Linked DNA regions of Danio rerio: region 2 is linked to region 1. A link is a contact called in public Micro-C data. All regions are on one chromosome and are shown on one strand. Each heading gives the region's core, a stretch centred on a gene start, on an enhancer-like site or on the middle of the called end of the contact. The rest is flanking DNA. Distances are from core to core; before and after follow the strand shown.

Evidence for each region. A called contact is a pair of places that touch in the nucleus more often than the background predicts.
Region 2: a contact with region 1 is called in a Micro-C map of caudal fin, with 10 times the contacts expected there. The contact joins the promoter of rpp30 here to the promoter of ppp1r3cb in region 1. A contact is called at or near these places in 1 of 18 Hi-C or Micro-C datasets (caudal fin) and 1 of 4 datasets of contacts at active chromatin or transcription factors (gastrula embryo).

The regions. Positions count from the first base shown.
Region 1 is chr12:17,871,847-17,876,236 of GRCz12tu, forward strand. ppp1r3cb (protein phosphatase 1, regulatory subunit 3Cb) reads left to right here and starts at 2,035. Exons shown (of 2, transcript NM_200834.1): 1 at 2,035-2,221; 2 at 3,807-4,390. The coding sequence starts at 2,208.
Region 2 is chr12:18,041,180-18,045,569 of GRCz12tu, forward strand. It overlaps rpp30 (ribonuclease P/MRP 30 subunit), which reads right to left and starts at 2,141. Exons shown (of 11, transcript NM_001013479.1): 1 at 1,976-2,141; 2 at 1,125-1,180; 3 at 975-1,031; 4 at 831-896; 5 at 648-716; 6 at 99-188. The coding sequence starts at 2,057. kif20bb (kinesin family member 20Bb) reads left to right here and starts at 2,550. Exons shown (of 31, transcript XM_073918315.1): 1 at 2,550-2,634; 2 at 2,887-2,999; 3 at 3,087-3,176; 4 at 3,442-3,561; 5 at 3,692-3,830. The coding sequence starts at 2,898.

The DNA of each region.
Region 1 (4,390 bases), core at 785-3,284:
GGAATATTTAGGAAAAATCTTCTTTGAAATCATCACAAAAAGGGACAAAATAGATTTTTAAAATATATTCAAATTTTTAAAAAAAATGTCAACATCTGCCATTCTAAAAATTTATGTATGTATCAATAATGCTAACTAATTATGGAACATTACATCAGCAATATTTGTTGTGTGTGTGCTTGTGTGTGTATTTCATGATAGTAAGAAGTCACCCAATATTTTAAATATATCAATGTAGTATCTAAAATATGATGTGAAATATGTACTCTGTTTTTCATCCATTCTTATCACAAGTAATAAATGCATTACACACTGTAAAATGTTGCGATATGGAGCTCTTGCTAATGTAGGTCACATTACTCAATAGACTGCTGTCGTTGCAACATACAGCATATTGACCCTCTACTGTAACAGCAATAGAGCATGACAGCTTCATGAATGTTTAACACTCACAGATGACAGACTGAAATTTTATATAAATACTCTATTGCATAACCTGATTTCACTTTTTTATCCATGTAAGATTATTGATGATTATGTAATTATAATTCTGATTATTCTTAAAAAAATAAATTTAAACATTGCACAAATTTGTTGGGCAGCATGATGGCGCAGTGGGTAGCACAGTCGCCTTACAGCAAGAAGGTTGCTGGTTCCAGCCTGGACCAGTTGGCATTTCTGTGTGGAGTTTGCATGTTCTCCCCCTGTTCGCATGGGTTTTCTCTGGTGTGCTCTGGTTTCCCCCACAAGCTCAAAAATATGTTGTAAAGGTGAATTGGTAAGCGAAATTTTCCACGGTGTATGTGTGTGAATGGGAGTGTAAGCATGTTTCCCAGTGATGGGTTGCAGCTGGAAGGGCATCCACTGCGTAAAACATACGCTGGATAAGTTGGCGGCTCATTCTGCTGTGGCAACCCTAGATTAATAAAAAGACTAAGGAAAATGAATGAATAAATGGATAAATGAATGAATGAATAAATTGCACAAATTTGGTTAAATATTTTTCACAACTTCTGTCACGATGGAGTCTGGGTTCCTCACACACAATTACATTTGACTTGCTTAACTGAGGTTTTAAAAAACAGGATAAAAGTAGGCCTATTAGACTATTGATATTCTGATTACACATCTGGTTTATAGTTAAACCATATAGGTTTCACATTTTGCAACATCTGCAGTTTTCCACGATTTGACTCAAAACTAAACTAACTTGAGCTTAATGATGACACTTTTCTCTTTTTAGCAATAGTATCTGTATTGTACTGCAGTCTTTATGATGCACGCTGAGAACTGCTTTACAGGAGAATTTAAATGTCTCACATTTAATAAAGTTTATTTATTCTGCTATTCATGTGACTGCACCATGGCTTGAAAGCGTTATATTGAAATATTGTTTAAAAAAATATTATCACAGAAAATTCCTAAATTTCCAGTTACTCAGTGTGTTGCACATTCCTCTTGCTCATGAGGATTTCTCTCCATTTACTGCATCTCCATGAGCCATTTTAGCCACCCTTTTTGCCATTTTTAAGCCACAACTTAATCAGCAGCTTTGGTTGTTTGTTTTGTTGTTTGTTGTATTTGTTTCATAGACTGACACAAAATGGAAAAAAAATAACTTATTTAAAAGTGTAAAGACCATAGAGTCTCAAACGTTATTTTATTAGTAGTGCAATACAGTGACACACACGTATAAGCCCATCAAAAATAATAACAAAAAAGGAAATGCAAAACGGAAATTACTGTAATCCACAGATCGCGCGTCACCGCTTCGCAGGACTTTCACAGGCTGTCTAAATTTGGATGAGCTCTCCTCCCGCCCCCATACTCTCTCTCTCTCTTTTCCCCTCTCTTTCTGCTGGGCTGATCTCCCTTTGCACGCGCGAGACGACTGATTCTTTCCTGAGCGCTGATTGCTCAAGCGCCTCGCACTCGCGCTCTCCCATTGGCTGTCAGGGTGGGTTACCGTGAGCCAATGCGCGCAGAGGCTTGATGTACCGGCTGAACGCTCTTGACTTTTGCAGTACGGCTGGACCGTGAAGGGGGCGTGCCGCAGCAAACCACTGTTCTTCAGCGGGGTTTTAGTTATGGTGCTGCTCGAAACGTTTTTAAATGAAGTTTAAGGGCACGTAGGAGAAATCAGTGCTTAATCAAACTATCGCAGAGCAAACCGTTTGAGACGTTTTGGAAACCAACCACCGGTTTCAATGAATTGCACCAGGTAAGAATACAGAGTGCGTCACAATTCAGCGATGAACTTAATCATGCTGGAAAAGTCTAAAGAATGAGTTTCTCTTAATAGTATTGATCATTTAGATTCGGTTTAAAATAATGCTCGTTTAAATAATCGAACATTAACGATGTCAAGCTGTTTTATGGTTGTTTTAACTAATTAGTGTGTGTTTCTACTTATATTTAATTGCTTGGTGCTGTGACATGGTTTCTTGACTTATTTATTTTAGTTACTCTTGTAACTAACGTTATTATATCAGTATTAGTGTGTTTATCAGTTACTTTTGGCTTTTTGTTCGTGCAGAGAGGCTGCCATTTACTTTTTCACAAAAATTGCTTCAAATTGTATTACTTTTATTATCGATTCTGCATTGTAAAAAACTATATGATCAGTCCTGACAGCATATGCTTTTAGACCATTATTACTTATTAAACTAAGTTAATCATGTTCTAACTTAATTTCATAAGTTACGCAAGCTGTTTTAGGTCACTTCAACATGATGTAAGTTCATGGACTCATAAGAAAAATTTTATTCAGTTTAAAAATCTAAGTCAACCAGAATTTTTTACAGTGTGCTGTTTACTGTATTATCCAAGTACACATGGTACATATTCCATTATTTTTGCTGCAGCATATTTTATTGTCTGTGGTTCTGATATCAGTTTTATTCATATATCTGTTAAATTGTTTGTAGTAACTCTTCGTTTCTCGTAGTACTGCGTAGTTTCTAGTGTCAATAATATTTTACAAATACTACATGACATAACTAGGCCCACACAGAATCTGCGCATGCAGAAATCTGCAGATTTCCGCAGATTTTTTTGCCCATCATTGAGGCTGTTTATTTACTTGTGTAGATGTGTGTCAATTTATATTTATTCAGTTTTTTATATAATTTCAGTAATATTATTGACATATGAAAATGTCAATATAATTTATTTACAATACAGTTTGTAAAGTATTTTTTTTTTGTCTTTTAGTAGATATATTATATAAGAAGCTTGGTTTGTTTACCAAATAAGTGCATACAATTGGATTTGCATTGCAAACATTAAATAAAAATTAAAAAGGTATTTTTTATTTCATATATTACATTTTTAATTATGATATTCCAAAAAATATTCCACATTAATCTGCAGATTTGTTACAAAACTCTCCGCAAAAATAGTAAAAAATGTTCGCAGATTCTGTCTGGCCCTATGTATAACTAAGTAGGACTAGTTATTTTGACTAATTAAATTAGAATATGGAATTGCTATAGACCTACTGTACTCTTGGACTGACTTGATATGTTGCCTAATGTACAAAGTAACATTTAAAAAATACTATTTTTACTAGCAGTGATTGAAAAATCAACTATTTGGCCATTCATAGGAAACTTGATCTGTTTAAGATAAAATCAGCAGATATGGTTCTAAATGTACTGTAAAACTAGTAACTGTAAAGCTAGCTGAAACTGTAGTGGTTTGTTTGTTAATCTCTACATTCTGGGCCAAGACTTTAACTATGTGACTGTCAAATCTCCTTCCTAATTGGTCACTCTAGTGTTTTTTCTCTATTGTCTTCATCACAGGGTTCTGCAGATACTGAACCCCAGGCCAATGCCAAGTCCAATTATGCCTGTGGATGTGGCAATGAGAATCTGCCTGGCCCATTCGCCGCCTCTTCGCAGTTTCCTCAGTTCATATGAGGACTGCAAATCCAGGAACCTTGTCAACCAATACAAACCTCTGCGATCCTGCATCAGCTCCAAGACAGATGACGACACAGCCAACATAACATGGAAGAGTCCCGAGACCAAAGCTAAAAAGAAAGTGGTTTTTGCCGACTCCAAAGGCATGTCTCTGACGGCAGTGCATGTGTTCAAGGAATTCGAGGAAGACCTCATGTTAGACCTGCAGTTTGAATTATCAGATCTGGAGGATGCCATTGTTGGCCTGAAAGCAGAGAAGGAGAAGAATTTCAGTTTAGGCTTCCCTCAACCTGCCGCCGACTATTTGGACTTCCGGAACCGTCTAAAGAAGAACCTGGTATGCTTGGAAAATTGTATAATTCAGGAGAGATCGGTCACTGGCACAGTTAAAGTGAGTAACGTAAGCTTCGAGAAGGTTGTCCATGTGCGAATAACTTTTGATTCATGGAAAAGCCACACTGACA
Region 2 (4,390 bases), core at 891-3,390, 170 kb after region 1:
AGGCATTTGAAAAAGTTGTTTAAATGTTTATGCTTTATGAAATTCCGCTAGGTGACCATGTACATAGGTATAGATATGGATAAAATGCAATAACTCACCCCATTAACTGGAGCCCTTTTAAAATGGAAGGGCTGTTTTTCCGTCACTGCAATGCAGATAATGTCAACATCAAAAGTCATGCAGGCTGCCTGGCTCAGGTGAGGGAAAAGACAAAGAAAATGTTAATACCACAATAGATTATATGTTTGATAATCAAAATGTATTTTATATATATATATATATATATATATATATATATATATATATATATATATATATATATATATATATATATATATATATAAATATAAATCAAAAATGATAAACTAATTACCCATTATCCAAAATGTAAAGGGTTAGTTCACTAGGGTTAGGCACTTTTTATTATGGATGATGCACTTTATTGGAATTCTTTTGGACTGCTGATAATCAGCTGACATTTACCATTGCAGAGCTGGAAATCCTACATTTTTAAATAACTTCAATTGAATTTGAGTGAAAGGTAAGGCATATAAGATGCCGTGTGGGTGAGTAACTCATTTTCATTTTAGGGTGAACTAAACCTCAACTAAAACTAAAACACAATGTAGAATTGAAACTACACTTACATGAAAGAGCTTTTCAGTTTTGGGGTACACCGCCACAAGGTCAAATTTTTTGTATTCATTAGTAGGTCTCTAAGGAGAATAACACAAACAGTCTCACCATATAATACTGCAGTATATAATACAATATAATGTGTATAATACTTTAGCACAAATTATATTAGAGTTTACGAAGTATAAACTTACAAAATGTGATGCATCAGATGCCACAATGGTCAATCGATTTAGCACTTTGATTGGAGAAGATTTGCCCTATAACAGAAGAAAAAAATTAATTAAAAAGAACACATCATTGTTAATTATCTCGGAAGATATGTTTAAGCTAATTACCTGGACAACTGGAAATTTATCAAATAAGTCTGAAATACTCTGTGGGTTAGGAATTTCCTGTAAAACAAGAAAATAAGAGCATCATACAAACACACACACACGCACGCACAACTCGATAATGCAGTTTAGTTTAACTCCTCTATATTGTACCTGTTTCTTCTGTAGTGGCTCAACTACATAGTTTATTGCAACCGTTGAGTAGCCAACTGAAAATACAGCAAAAAGTATATGAGCATTAGGGGTTTCTCTAAAAGTACAGCATAATCTATGCATTTCTTAGTCTAACTAATCAAAGTTAGCCATCGCCATTACGTACTGGTTATCCTGCTAGGAGCAGTAGACAGCTGGTAAATAGTAATAATCAGCTAATTATGAAAAGTTGAAATACGTTTTCAATTACTAACAACTTTTGATACAAGATTCAACGTAAAAAGGAAATATCAATAAACACTGTATGAACAATTAATAACGTTTCATACTTCGCTTACACACGTGAACACTAACGTTAGAGAATACAACTGTTATTGCGCCGCATTATAGATATAGTCGGAGATTGAGGTAAAGTTGGTTTTATATTCACACATTCGTTCAGTGACATAAATTGCATACACTTCACAAACTGTGAACAATGCTGTACTTTGATAGTTGTTGACTGCTAATATGATTTTACCATTTACAATGAATACTTTTCTGAAACTATATTATTAATGAGAAAGACTGAATGTGCGAATATAAAACCAACTTTCAATTAGTCGGAGCTGGGAATTTCAGCAATGAAACGTCTGACCTCCAAGAGCTGAGAACAGAATAATTAGTGACGTTTTCCTCATCGTTTGACAGATTATCCGTTTAATGTGCCTAATGTGATTTGCTTGTGTCTGTAATATATCCGACATCCTACTCCAAAGCACTGTTCAAACGGCGTTCTACGCGTTATTTTTAAGTCATGTTAGGGGGAAACCAATCCAAATTGTCTGGATCGTAACTGTACTGCTACTTACGGTGAGCAGCTGTCTCTATGATGTGTTTCAGTCTGTTCTTATCACTACTATTGATGATGTTTAAATCCATAAACACAGACATCTTTCTCCTATTGATGGGATTCGGGAAAAGTGTTCACTGGTAAGTTCATATAAGAATACACCGTTTCAACTACTGAACACACACATCCATGGTACAGAGAACCACATGGTAAAATATGATCTCCTTCGTTTGGTGTTTTTTAAGACTGATAGTAAGCAAATGATAGGTACATTACCGTCACCTACTGGACTGGAGTGAGAGCATTAATGGAATAGAAAGTACAAAATCACAAAAAAACTAATTCCTGGTAAACAGACTTATTATTTTAAAACTGTGTAATTTAAACCACAAAAATACGTTGATTTCTCAAACAAGTTCGATCACAAGATAAAGCGTCAACCTATAACTGAGCCTTGTGGGCTAGTTCCGTTTTACTTTTCCTTACATTAGTTTCGACCGTCCTGTCAGTCAACCAGAACCACAGTATATTTTACTTCCTGTTGGAGGTGGAGCTACGTCTGTAGCGTGCTCTCCAATTGGTCGGATTTAAACAGAAGGAGAACCGCGACCACTGGAAAGAAGCATGTAAGCGATGTAAACGGGATAAACAAAAGGAAATAATAACAATAAGGGAAAAGTAAGTGAAATTATCTGAAATGAAAACACACAGGGAATCGTTTTACATTGTTTCATGCTATTAAACAATGTTGATTAGTTTAATGCGATACGAATAAGGTTAACATGTTTTACGAAAGCTAGTTTTAACGCGTTCGGCAACGTTAGTAAGTTATGAGTCGTTGTTCCATTTGTCGCCACCTAACGTAACGTTAAATACATCTTTATTATTACGCAATAACTTTCTTTATTTAAACGTCAAACTTCTTTACAGGTTTGATCAAGATGATGGAATCGTGTTTAAATCACAAGCCTGACCGTGTCGACTCTATAACGGTTGAAGACCTCCGAAAAGATCTTTTCTCCGAGTTCTCCAAATTATCCAGGGTATTTATTATCTCATCTTCTAAAGCAGTCGAATCCGATTTTTGGCCGAAGCTAACATTTCCTGGTGTACATTTCTCTTTCTAACAGGACTCGGTGTCGCTTGAAAAAGAGCATTTGCAGGTCTATCTCCGCGTACGTCCGTTCACCTCAACAGAGAGAGCTGAAGGAGAATCACAGGTGCTTGCACATTTTTGACAAATCTTTGAAAATATTAAGTTATAAGACTTTTCCCCATGTTCATGTTTAAAACCCCTTATTATAACTTTTAAAAACATGTTAAGTTGAATAGCGACGTCATTTATATTTTCCCTTTTGTTGTTTTTGGAACAACATGAGAAATGGTGACATTTATTTATTTGTTTATTTGTTTGTTTGTTTGACAGATTATCCACTTAATTCCCCTTATGTAATATGTTATTATGTGTGTAACTTCATCCAACAGGATTGTATCTCCATTGAGCCTCCAGATACTGTGATTCTGAAGGCACCAAAAGCATCTCTGACTGCCAGACACAGTGAGAGATTTGGACCACAACTGGCACAACGATTTCAGTTCTCACAAGTATGACACCTCTACAGTCATTTATTTGAAATATATTTTAGGAATTATATATAATATAATATATTATAGTATTAAGTATTTTTGAGGTTTAATTTATTCAACATGACATTTAAGCTTAATTCATTTTTAGGTGTACGGTCCCGAAACAACTCAGAAAGAGATTTTTGATGGAACAACCAAAAGTCTTGTTAAAGAAGTTTTGGACGGAGGGAATTCCTTGATTTTTACATATGGAGTTACCAATGCTGGGAAGACATTTACTTTTCTTGGTAAGAATGTTAATATTGACTTTATTCTTCATGTATGACTTTTTGGCTCAAGACTTCTGGTTTCATTCACTCCTATTGATGTTTAGACTGCTTGATGTTGCAAACTTATGTTTCTTATTATATATTCTACTTTTTATATATGAACACACTTGATTGTAGAACAAGTAGTTTGACAATTTTCTGCCGTTAATTATTGTAATTTAGTTGCAATCGCAAAAATGAGCCAACTGCCACATTGCAGAATAAAGTCAATAGTTTTCTGCTTTGTGTATATCTTTTCTAGGGCTGGGCGATTAATCAAAAAGTAATCCAAATCGACATTCAGAACCAAAAATTGATCTAATTTTTCCAGGTCAATTTTTTAAATTACTTTCCCTTCTTCCTGTGTGGAGTCACGTAACCCCGGTTTATTAAGGCTGATTTATACTTCTAAGTCGAACGCACGGGTTTGGTCCGTCACAGCCTTAGTTAAAATGTAACTACACGTCGCACGTTTGCACTACATTGACCATAAGTGGAAGCAATGCCAGAGATGCTTTGAGACGGCATGTTTTCTTTTA